Linked DNA regions of Rattus norvegicus: region 1 is linked to region 2. Evidence: chromatin contacts called from public Hi-C data. All regions are on one chromosome and are shown on one strand. Each heading gives the region's core, a stretch centred on a gene start, on an enhancer-like site or on the middle of the called end of the contact. The rest is flanking DNA. Distances are from core to core; before and after follow the strand shown.

Evidence for each region. Hi-C and Micro-C count contacts between places; a contact is called where the count stands out from the background.
Region 1: a contact with region 2 is called in a Hi-C map of the A7r5 cell line, with 4 times the contacts expected there. The contact joins two enhancer-like sites. A contact is called at or near these places in 4 of 12 Hi-C or Micro-C datasets (the A7r5 cell line, hepatocytes, liver and 1 more).

The regions. Positions count from the first base shown.
Region 1 is chrX:13,653,572-13,659,226 of GRCr8, reverse strand. No RefSeq gene overlaps it. Among named protein-coding and RNA genes, the nearest start is that of Rpl37al2, 190 kb to the right of the region's middle. Within about 2 kb of position 2,171, at least 10 of the 93 cell types and tissues checked have an H3K27ac peak or open chromatin away from gene starts, as enhancers often do. A contact at or near this core is called in the A7r5 cell line, where this site is marked.
Region 2 is chrX:13,202,529-13,208,970 of GRCr8, reverse strand. No RefSeq gene overlaps it. Among named protein-coding and RNA genes, the nearest start is that of Bcor, 150 kb to the left of the region's middle. Within about 2 kb of position 4,465, at least 39 of the 93 cell types and tissues checked have an H3K27ac peak or open chromatin away from gene starts, as enhancers often do. A contact at or near this core is called in the A7r5 cell line, where this site is marked.

The DNA of each region.
Region 1 (5,655 bases), core at 922-3,421, 450 kb before region 2:
CTACTGTGCTCGCTGTTAAGAGAGAAAGGTCAGAAATCAGATAATCAAATATACTACATTGTACCTGATGTTCAATAATACCAAGAGGTCTAAGACAGTAAGGAGGACAGGCTAGGGAGAGTTCATGACCTTCCAGAGTTCCAGGCCACTTCCAAAGAGCAGTAGCCTTGCCAATGGGCACTAATTCTGCTATGATTGGGGTAGGAAAGTTTAGGAGGGTTGTTTGGTTGTTGTTTTCTCTTTTTAATTATGCTCATCAATGCTGGGGGCTGTGTATGTGAGTGCAGTGCCTCTAGAGGCCAGAAGAGGGCGTTGGATTTCCCCAGAACTGAAGTCACACATGAGTGTGAGCCACCAGCAATGGGTTCTGGGAAGAAAACTCCGAGTTGTCTGCAAAAGCAGCAAGTGCTCCCTCCAGCCCAGCTTAGATTTCGAGAAGAGGACCTGCCTTGGCAGGGGCATGGTATTGTCCTCACTGGAATTTAGCTTGAGAGAGGGGGAAAGCAAAAGCCACAGAGGACAGCCACCCATAAAAACAGTCTAGAAGTGTTCTTTGCCATGTAGGCCAACAGGGTCTACTAAATCAGTACATGTCACCTACGAAAGAGACAAAGGACAATTAGGGGATAGCAAAGGATGGGCTTTTGGGTGGGAAGTAGCTGTCTACAGAATTGGGGGGGTGAATGAAGAGATGGGAGGCAGGAGATGGCAGGTGGCATTTGAAGGAACTCAGTTGGCTCAGTCATTACCCTTGCCCTCTGCTAGGGAAAATTGAAGTCCCATGCCCATAAGCCCCTAGAAATCCTAGAGACCCTTGTACCTAATGATAACCCACACAGTGGAAGCTTGCTTCTAATAAAAACACTTAAAGATCAAATTTTCCATGTAAATAGTGGGGGGGAATGTACTTGGGACTCAATCTCCCAAAGGACAGTTGAATCAAAACTAAATTGTTGTTGTTGTTGTTGTTGTTGTTGTTGTTGTTGTTGTCGTTGTTGTTGTTTTAATCCCAGGTATTACAGGAACTTAAAATAATTGAGTTCAAGCAAACAGTTAAATTGATAGGGTGTGGTGGTGGTACATACCTGGAATCTTAGCACTCGGGAGGCTGAGGCAAGATAGTATGGGCTACATAGGAAGGTTCAAGCAATGTGCTAGGAAGTTTGATTGGAAATTCAAAGCTTCTCTTTTCCCCTAACCGAATCATCTAGTGACACAACAGTCTGTACTTGACTTACACACCATCATAAAGAGAATAACTCAAAATGCTCAAGGGCTGCGTCAGCTGTTTTCCAAGAGATCTGCTTCTGAAAGCTCCTTTGCCCTCCTGGCTTGTGGATGGGTCCTTCCACTGAGAATAGTGCCAACCCACTCACCATGCCCAAGGCTGGGATGTGGGCCAGGGGAACAGTGCTTGTAGCATTCACAAGGCCCTGGTTCCATTAGTGTTTGGGATAGGGGTAGGGAGGTTGTGAAGCAGACCTACAGTGAATGAATGAATGAATGAATGAATGAATGACTCCTTCTAAGTTGGGAGCAATAGCCAGAACCATTCTCACTGGTTTCAGGAAATTCATTCAGCAGCTTCAGGCCTACATGCCTGCTAGTGTTGGGCTATGACCCTGGAAAGGCCAAGGCAAGATAGATAGATGATGCACCTAGCTGATCAGAAAGGAAGATTATCTGGGTGGGGGCAGATTTTATACAGTTATTTCATTAGTGGCTATTTCTGTACTGTGATAACTTGTCATAGAACCACAGTGACCTAGACAGTAAATGTTTTGAGAAAGATACAGAGACCTGGACCTAGATAGACCCAACCCTCCACTCTGTACTTCAGTTGCAATGTCCACTAAACACCTCCAGGAATTGCCATCTAAGAAAAATAAAGATGGCCGGAAGGTTCCTATCAGGCAATGGCAGTTCTTAACCCCCAAATCTTTCGGACTCGCTCTCTTCGGTCTCCTTTGTGTTGCTGTGTTTTTCTTCAAGGGCCTGACTCAAGAGGTGGAGTATTACCCGCTCAGTGCTCCGCGCCCACAAAGCCACATTTATGTAATCATTCCAAAACTCACAACTCCTGAGAACTTTGAGGAATGTTATTAGGCCCTGGAGGCCAGAAGGGCCGTTTCCAGGGTAACAGCAGCTCCATACAAGGCAGCCAGCAAGGCCTTTCCCTCCCTCCACTCCTTCAGACCATGTTCAGTGACAACCCATGCCTAGAGCTCAGGAGCCACATCTTATAGCCCTCACCCGCCAGACCAGGACTCACCGGAAGGGCCCATCACTAGCCTACGAGCACCATACGGCCACCCCATCCTACTTCAAATATGTTCCTGTGGGTCAGCAGTCTGCAAGGCTGGCTGCGGTTTGGAAAGTTAGAGATGTGAGGTACTCCAGCCAGCATTTGTTTTTTCCACAGTGTAGCCCCAGGCGAGCTGGCTGCCTTTTGTTTTGTGCAGAGGTGGAAATGAGAATTGTCTGTAACAGAGCGAATGCTCTTCCCAAGTGCTGTAGCAACTGCCTCGGGCTGCCTGTGAGACCCACCACCCCTTACCTGGGCTGAGCCTTCTTACTTCAGTGGTTACCCATTGGGTAAAAGAGAGTTGGAAAGGAAGAGGGAGGCAGGTAGGGAGCATTTCACATTGACTTTTCTCCCTATGGTGTGAGGTAGCCTGATAAAGCCTTACAGTACCACTGAGGACCCATAGTTCTCATTCTCTCTCTCTCTCTCTCTCTCTCTCTCTCTCTCTCTCTCTCTCTCTCTGTGTGTGTGTGTGTGTGTGTGTGTGTGTGTGTGTGTGAGTGTGTGTGTGTGTGTGTGTGTGTGTGAGAGAGAGAGAGAGAGAGAGAGAGAGAGAGAGAGAGAGAGAGAGGAACGCATGTACTAACACACTGCACTGCACACACATACCACCATAAACTCGTATCTCATGGAAATCCAAGATTGGAGCTCTATGTTCTCAGGGCCAAGACAGATCATGACCATGGGACATCCAGATGTGTGTTCTCCTATCTCTGGATGCCCCACGGTCTCTGTTCCCACAGTCACAAAGCTCAGTCTTATGTATACTTACAAATTTCTTAAGTGATGCCTGGAAGAAGCAGCTGTTTGCTCCAATGACACCACCCCTGTCTGATTCATATGGAGTCACCCTTCCAGATGACTCCTGCCTCCTGGGAATAGACGTCACTAACAGGAAACCCCTGGGACTGGGAGATTCACCCTTGAGAATGAGAGAACCCAGGAGAGAGTGAAATAGAACTCGAGAACTCAGGAAACAAAAGAGACTAGGATGGTGCCCGGTGGCACTATTTAGGTTCAGTGACAGTGCAGGGAAGGGACAGACTTGGGATAGAGGTAGAGGGTTCAGGAGATGTGCTGAGACTAGCCCTTGGATGAAAGAGATCTGCTGGCACAGAGACGAGTGAACAGCCCGGCCATATGTGAGCAGAGAGGACCACACATAGAACCCAGGTCTGCTTGTTTCGTTCAGAGAATTTTTTGAGCCATCCAACATCTACCTATTATGCATGGCTACTTATTATGGGCAAGGCACCATGGGCAGAACTCCAGGGGACTCGTGGCTAATTAGGCAGGACAAAGGGCCAGAACAAAATGACATATGATCTAAGTTTGGGTGTCACCCCACCACCACCAGCAGCAACAGCAGCAGCAGCAGCAACAGACCCTGAAATAAGCATCTGGGTATAATTTTTTTCTCTTTGTTTTTGTGGTGCTTCGGGTGAAACCTGAAACCTTATACATGCTAGGTATGTGTTGTACCACTCTGCTATACTCCCACCCATAGGGCAACTATTTATCTGGGAAGAGGCAGGGAAAGAATTGGACAGGCTACTGTATTTTGTGTTTGTTTGTTTGTTTTGGGTTTCTCAAGATGGGGTTTCTCTGTGTAGTCCTGGCTTTCCTGGAATTCAGTCTGTAGACCAAGCTGGCCTCGAACTCAGAGATTGACCTGTCTCAGTCTCCTGAGTGCTAGGATTAAAGGGACGCTACCACCACCTGACTGAATAGACTAGTGTTATGGGCAACTAACTGGAACTACTCCAGAGCAAGGGGGTGGGGGTGGGTGGGTTAAGCAACCCCAGTTCCCATCACTCATTGATAGAGGCCTACTCCTGGAGAACATAATTTCCTGAGAGTGCCTGTCTGCTTCCGGTAGTCACAGAGGACTCAGGTGGTCAGAGACGGCCCGAAGGCACAGGGACACAGGTGCTGGCAGCTGTGTGCACAGAAAGGATAACCAAAGGGGGATATAGACAAGGTACCATGGCCTCTCCTCCACATGTGGCTGTGGAAACCCAAAGAAGATAGGGACTTGTATCCTTAGGAAAGAGATCAAGATAGAGATGGGTCCCAGCACACACCTTGGATGACCTAGAGGGGCTTCAGAAGTTGGCATTGGGGAACTAGTTCACTATTTCAAACTGAAGGGAATAACAGGAATAATAGCCAAATAATGGAGCGGCTGAGTCTCAGAACCTGCTTTGCCCGATGAACAGTGGCAATTAAAAGAGAAATCCAGCCACACTATGAAGGACTGACTTTATCCTTCATTCCACAAACAGTGGGGGACCACTGAAGGTGTCTGAGCAAAGATGACATTGAGTTGTGTTGTAGAAACATTAACCCAGTCAAAAACCAAGGGGACAACTTGGAAGTGAGGAAACTAGATTAAAAAAAAAAATCCCCAAGTGAATATTTGTTAGCCATCATGGAGATGATTTTAGCAGGCAGGAAGATGAAGGGGGCACCCTGTTGCTCTGGCCCCAAGGGAAAGGCCCCTGAAAAGAATTGTGTGGGAGCTGCTGAAAAGGGGACCAGTACGTCAGCTGCTTGGCCTGATTGTTCCCTCTGGCAAAGATTTGGGCCCACTCATTTCTCTCCTATTTGCTTTCCTCCCAAACCGCTTTTGGCCTCTGGTTTCCGAAAGCTTTGCTCAGTGCGTTTAAACAGCATTTCACAGCATGGCCGAGCAATAACAAATGGCGCCTGGTGGCTCGCCTGCTGGTGGCTTAAAAAACAATTGATGACTTTTAATCAGCTGAATGAGCATGGGACAAATGACAGCATGGCCTGAATGCGGCCCAGACGTCATCGGCTGACATCAGTGGGGAGGAGGGAAGTGCCCTTCTGGCAAGCTTGGGAACAAACAAGAACAGCCTCAGCAGGTCTCTCTCTCTCCCTCTCCCTCTCCCTCTCCCTCTCCCTCTCCCTCTCCCTCTCCCTCTCCCTCTCCCTCTCCCTCTCCCTCTCCCTCTCTCCTCCCTCCCTCCCTTTCTGTCTCTGTTGTCTGTTTCTGTCTCTGTCTCTCCCTCCCTCCCTCTCTGTTGACTGTCTCTGTGTCTTTCCGTGTGTCTCTCTGTGTGTCTGTCTGTCTCTCTCTCTGTCTGTCTCTCTGTCTGTCTGCCCACCCCCACCCCCCTCAGAGCTACCTCCAGGAGCCAACTTCAAAGCCATCACCTGTACTTTTTTGGTGCGTGGGGGGTTGGAGAGGATGTAGAAGTGCAGCAGAAGCAGCAAGTGTAAACCTCTGGGAAGGCCACCTACCTGCACATCCTGTCATGAAATCTGCCAGGCAGAGGCTGGAGCCCTGCCAGGTCAGACTCCTGTTGTCACCTGGTAACCATGGG
Region 2 (6,442 bases), core at 3,216-5,715:
AAACGAAACAAACCAACCCTGGGTTCTATGAAATCCAACACCATCCAGTCTTCATGCTTATGGAATGGGCCTTTTACACCCCAAGCTGTCTCTATGCCTCGGGGGTTCTTTTGTGTGTGTGTGTGTGTGTGTGTGTGTGTGTGTGTGTGTGTGTGTGTGTGTGTGTGTGTGTGTTTCAGGACAAGATTTCCTGGTATTCAGATTGGCCTTTAACTCAGTATGTCCTTGACCATGACCTTGAGCTCCTGCTCCTCTTGCCTACCCCCTAGGGGTGATCTACCTGTCTCTGCAGAGCTCTGGTCCTCTGGAAAGGGCAGTAGCACTCCTAGCTGTGAAGCTTCTCTCCAATTGCATTGAGGGGAATTTTAGTAGAGAAGTAAGATTGTGGGGATTGTCACAGAAATAAGCCCAAGTTTGTAGCACACTGTCGTCTTAGTGAACCTGGAGCGTACTCACTAGTTGACCTTCATTTAATTACTTTAAAAAATGTTAAACTTCCTGTGTTATGTGTAGGAGTTTTTGCCTGCAGGTAGTTATGTGTATTACCCGTGGAAGTCATAAAAAGGGCTTTGGATCTCCCTGGAACTGAAGTTATGGATGACTGTGAGACACCATGTAGGTACTGGGAAACAAAGTCTGGGTCCTGTGTAAGAGTGATGAGTGCCCAGACCCTTGCTGGCCTACCCTGACCTTCCCAGGCCTTCCCCAAGCTCCCTTCAGCCATTCCAGACCTTCCCATGCCTTCCTCACACTCTTCCCAGCCTTCCCTGAACTTCCCAGAGCCTTCTTACCCATCCCTGACCTTCCCAGGCTCTCCCCAGCCTTCCCCACTCCCTGTCGTCGTTGTGCCTTGATAAGGAACACTGCTCAGTGGACCATAGCTGCTCCCTCACCTCCTCTCTTCTTAAGGCCTCAAGACAACCATTCAATCACGCTCTGCTAAAAACAGACTACAATGCTGAGTCTTGAACCTGAGATCGTTTATGCAGTGCTAGGGATTGAACCCAGAGTTCAGGTACCCTGCCTATTGAATTGCATATTCACCCTCTAATTATTTTGAGGCAGGGTCTCGTGTACCTCATTTAGTCTGGCCTTGAACTCGGTGTGTTGCCGAGGCTGACGTGAACTTCTGAACCCTCTCACCACCTCCAGAGTGCTAGGATTATAGCATGCCCCAGCATGCCCTGCCAGAACTCTTGACGTCAGATCACCAGGCAAACGTCCTGGGACTGGGAGCTTTCAGGAAGTAGTCTGGGATGCCTGAGGTATCTAGGAATTAGTGGTGTTCTGTGTGGTCTCTGAGGGAAGCCAGGCGAAATCTGGCGACTCAGCTCTAACAGCCAGGGCTCTTGGCTCCAAGCAACAGGAAGCAATTCTGGCTTATTTAAGCAGAAAAGGACTTTTATCAAAATGATCTCGGAGAACTCGAAAAATAACCAGGAGGGCTGGCGAGTGGTTTGGAAAGTAGACGGAACAAAGGAAACCTTGGAGCAGTCTGGATCATGGTCCAAGTCTGGCCAATTGGGTGACAAGTCTTCAGTGAAGTCTACAAAACCCTGGCGTATATTGTCACGTGTAGACATGGAGATGGTCCCTGTTGCCCCAGTGCCATATGCTGTCACAATGGATCTCTGTGTTCCTCATGCCTCTGTCAGCAGTCCCCTGACTCCCAGACCTTAGATGGGGGCATCTGATCGGTTGATCCGGAGCCCAAGACAACTGGAAGAGTAGCTGTCTGGTAGTTTTAACTCTGATGGGCGACAAATAAGGAGGGTTCTGTGAATGTGGCAGCAGGGCCTGGATGGTGGTTGGCTGTCCAACTACTCTGGGAGCAAAGAAGAGTAGCCGAAATTAGAAACCTTGGGTTTCCTTTTTCAATCCCTTCTCCTAGCAACCTTACATGAGCTGTTTATGGTCTTTGGGTCTCAGTTGTATTTCATTGCCTACCATCCAGTCTTTGAACTTGTGGCAGGTGTTGTGTGGCGGCCTCTGCTCTGCTTTGGGTTCTTGGGCAAAGACATGCTCCGAGATTGCTGAACCACCAAATGCACTAAAGCCGCTGGTTTTGTATAATGCATACGAGTGTGGGTCTTGTAGCGTAGAAACAGAAAGACCCTGTTCACCAGCCATGTGACCCTGGTACATTCTTTAGCTCCTTGGGACCTCAGCTTCCTTAGCTGTAAAATGGAGGTGTGGTATCAGGCACGACTGTCATATGCAGCCCTTTTACTCCGAAGGATGGAAATCTAAAAACTACATCTCCCAGACACCTTTGCAGCTGGGGCTGTGGATGAGAATTCAGTTTTGACAATTAGATACATTTGTGTGAGGTTAGGAAGAAAGGTGTGAAGCAGACTGACTTCTGCTCTGGGTGTAGTTGCTGGAACTTTGTGTGGTGGTGGTGGGAGGTGGGGGGTTATGTGTGACAATATTTTGGCAATTACTCAGACAGTGGTTCTTGTAGGTAGAGCCACAGGCTCTTGTGGCTCTTGAGAGAGGCCGTGATGGCACGGGATCCTAATCATTAGATCTCAGTTGCAATCTGCATCTTTAGAGACAGATCCCCTCCCTCCCACCACCCACGCACACCCTCCCCCCACTTCTCACCTTCCTGCTAGTGGCAGAGAGGGCAGCAATCTTGGGGACCAATTCAATGGTAGTGTTTTTGTGAATTCAGAGACTGTTCTTCTCGAGCCTTCCAGGAATTTTGTGAGCACCTAATTTCCTGGAGTAATTTCCTATTCTTGCTTAAAATAGCTGGAAACATTCTCTATTCCCTTCAATTGGACTCTAGCTGGGGGAGTTGGTGACACCTCCATACTTGTGGCCCAGGTGTTGATGTGGGCCATGGGATAGCGGGTGTTGCCTAGTACACTGTTTATAAAGCCCCTTGCAGACAGTTGGCAGTTTCCAAGAAAGGGTATGTCCGTTTGCAGCCTGCACTAGATGTGAGTGGAAGTCTTGTGTGGTGCCACTCCACTTTACCAGCTCCTAGTCGCTTGTTTTACGAAGAATTACTGGGGCAGAAAGCAGTCTGAGAGAATTCAGATTATTCCTGTGGGTCACCTGTTTCCTCAGGCTGAACTGGTGTTTGCTCCTTTGGGAGCGAAGATCCCACCTCTCTTCAGAGTGATGACTGGCACCACAGAGGTGCCACAGACACCTGGGAAAGGTGACAAGCTTCCCTGGAAGAGAGAAAGTCAGCTGCCAAAGGACTCTCCCAGCCCTGTGCCTGTGCTCTCACCATTGACAGCAGTATTACAACCTCACCATTAAATGTTTTTTATTTGTGAAGCCTTCTGCTCTGTCCCTCTACCACCAGGTTTGAAGATCGACCTGAAGAAGGATCTCTTTCTGTGAGGAATGATAAAGACGTTCATAGTTGTGGGATTGACATTTAAGAGTTTTTGGAAAAGCTAGCCTGTGGTATTTGCCTGTAATCTGAATAGGATTAGAAATTCAGGATCATGTCAACTAGATTGAGGCCAACCTGGGCTACACGAGACTCTGGTCTTAAGTGAACTAAAGTTTCCAGAGAAAAACCTGAAAAGATAGGCAATTTTGTCCGGGACTTGCCCGGGGGAAGTGGGGATTTCAAAACCCAATGCTGGGCTTGTGGGACCAGCAGTCTCAGCACAGGAGCTCTGGGGGCTCTTTAAGCCACTGAGGGAGGAGCAGAAAGTCCTTAGGGTTGTAGAAAAACAGAGTTCTGAGGAATCTTAGCGCCCAACCCTGCTCTGGGCAGATTGCTTCTTTCCCCTCAGGGCTCAAATCTTTCATTTCTCCCCTTCCCTACTCTCTGGGACCCAAACCTTTCAACTCTTCTCCGTCTCTGCTGGCTCGTATCCACCCAGCTTTCTGCCACACAATGGAAACTCATTGTGAAGTGCCGAGCCTGGCAGGTGGCTCTCAGATCCCCCAGCTGGGTGGAAGCCGGATTGGGTTTGGCTTCCAGAACAATCCAGGATCTTCAGGGGGCTCGAGGATGAGTGGGAGGGATAAAATGTTCCAGTGGTTTTCATCCAGCCCCAGTCAACTGCGAGACAGAGGACAGAGGGGACAGATAAAGGCAGCTTTCCCCGGGCGTGCCCAGTCGGAGCTGGTGAGGTTGGAAGTTTTGTGTGGTTTGGCAAAGTTCCTTATTCTTTGCCGTTTCGAAACTGCAGCAGCACACAGTGGCAAAGGTCACTGGACACCACAAGCTACCCCTGAAATGCAGGAGGTGGCGGATCTTGTCAGGCGCATGTCCCAGGATATCAGGGCAGAGAGGCCAGGCAGGTCCTGGCCACACATCGAACTCCCAGGTCGCGCCACAGCGCGGGGTGTGGATGCTTGCAAAAAATGCAGCCTCCCGGAAGGCAAGGACAACGTTATGGCTCTGGCGAGCTGAGCCGCTGCAGGCTGGGCGGCTCAACGCGGCTAACTGGAAAGACTAACCGTCGCGTTCGGATTCCATCTTCTGCTTCACGGAGAAAGAGCGACGCTGGGGACACCGCCTGGAGCCTGCGCGCATAGCACCGGGAGGCTCTCCCTCCCACCCCCGCCAGGCTTCCCGTTTAACCTCTAAAGTGCCAGAAAACCTGAAGCCCAAGAGGGGCTAGCCTTCCACCCACTGGGGAGATGCAGGCTTTCCGGAATTGGGCGTGGCAAAGCCGAGGGCACTGCAAAATAGAATCTGGAACTTGTGCTGCTTGGGAGGGAAAGGCTAGGGAGTCTGGCAGGTCCCAGCGGGCTCACCTCCTCCCAAGGGCCTTCCTGCCTCCGCTGAAGGTGGGGACAGAGAAGGAGGAGAGCATGGAGAAAAGGACGTGGGAAGACACTGGTCAGGGAAGAGATACTTTTAGTCTTTGCTACAGCTGCGTGCGTTTTTCTGACGGACTACTCAGGGACAATTCTCCAGGCTGAAAACAGTGTAAACTTTCTGAGGGTGGTGGTGGAGGGCGGTGTGAAGGTGACACGAGACGGTTGGGGTGAGAGGTGGTTGGTGGTGCAGGAAAGGGACAGAGAGGGGGAAATCCCTGAAGATTCCTCACAGGCCTAAGAGGAACTCCAGAATCTCTTCTTGGTAGAACAAGGTCCTCCAGACTCACCACCCCAGATATAGCTCAGCTCTCACCATAGGTCTTCGAGGTGGGCATCCTCCCCCTCTTTGTGTAATATCTTGGAGACCACACAGGCAAGACTGGGGATTTGTTCATTATGCCTTCTAACTGGGGACAATGCCTCCTGGGTGGCATCAGTCACAAGCCAATCATTAAACAAATAACAAAGATCTCAAACAGGAAAATGGGATGGGGAGGGGGTTAAAGGATCTAGAGCTAGAGCCTTGGGCGGGGGACCCTGGTTATCTAGGTCAGTAGTTCCCATGGTGTGGTTTCGGGAACCCTCTGATAGTCAGGGCTCTGAGATCCAGGACCTCTGAAAAGGCTTTTCTGATTGCAGACCTAGGGGAGGCTGGGCTCTCATTAATCCAAGGCCACATGTCAGTATCCCAACTTAGTGGAAGCCCCAGCAGCTGTCAGAAAGAAAGAGAGAGAGAGAGAGAGAGAGAGAGAGAGAGAGAGAGAGAGAGAATGTTTGCTACTACCAAGTCCGAGGTCCTGAGTTCTTTCTTTCTTTTTTTTTTCTTTTTTTCGGAGCTGGGGACCCAGGGCCTTGTGCTTGCTAGGCAAGTGCTCTACCACTGAGCTAAATCCCCAAACCCTCCTGAGTTCTTTCTATGCATTGAACTCACACGGTGGAAGGAGAAAAGCATCTTCCACAAGTTATCTTCTGACCTCCCCAGTCCGCCAGGGCATGTGAGCACAAACATATACACATATGTAAACACATAAATATATAAATTTATGTATTATGTATATTATGTGCATGGGTGTTTTGCCTTCATGGACTAGACTCCATGTGTGCTTGACCCACGCAGAGGTGACCAGAAGACGGTGCCCATCCCCTGGGAATGGAGTTACAGATTGTTGTGAGCTGCCATGGGGATGTTGAGATGCCCTGGGTCTTCTGGAAGAGCAGACAGTGCTCTTCGTTGCTCAGCCATATCTCCAGCACCCATAAATGTAATTTTTAGAATTCCAAAGGGAAACGCTCAGGAGCTGGAATCTAGACTGATGCCCCAAGGTCACTGTGGGTTCATCCTCAGTACAGCAATAGGAAGGAAGGAAGGAAGGAAGGAAGGAAGGAAGGAAGGAAGGAAGAAAGCCCCCATATATCAAAGAAGTTCATGAAATGTACAACTATTGCCACTTTCTAGATTTTTTGGTTTGGAAAAATAAAGTGGTTTTGTCTTTTTGTTTGTTTTGTTTGTTGTTTGTTGTTTAGTTTTGGTTTTTCTGAGATAGGATCTCATTCTGTAGCCCAAGTTCTTTAACTCACTAACTCAGTTTGGTCGTGAACTCGAAGCAGTCTCCACCTCCCAAGTGCTGGCTGAGATTGG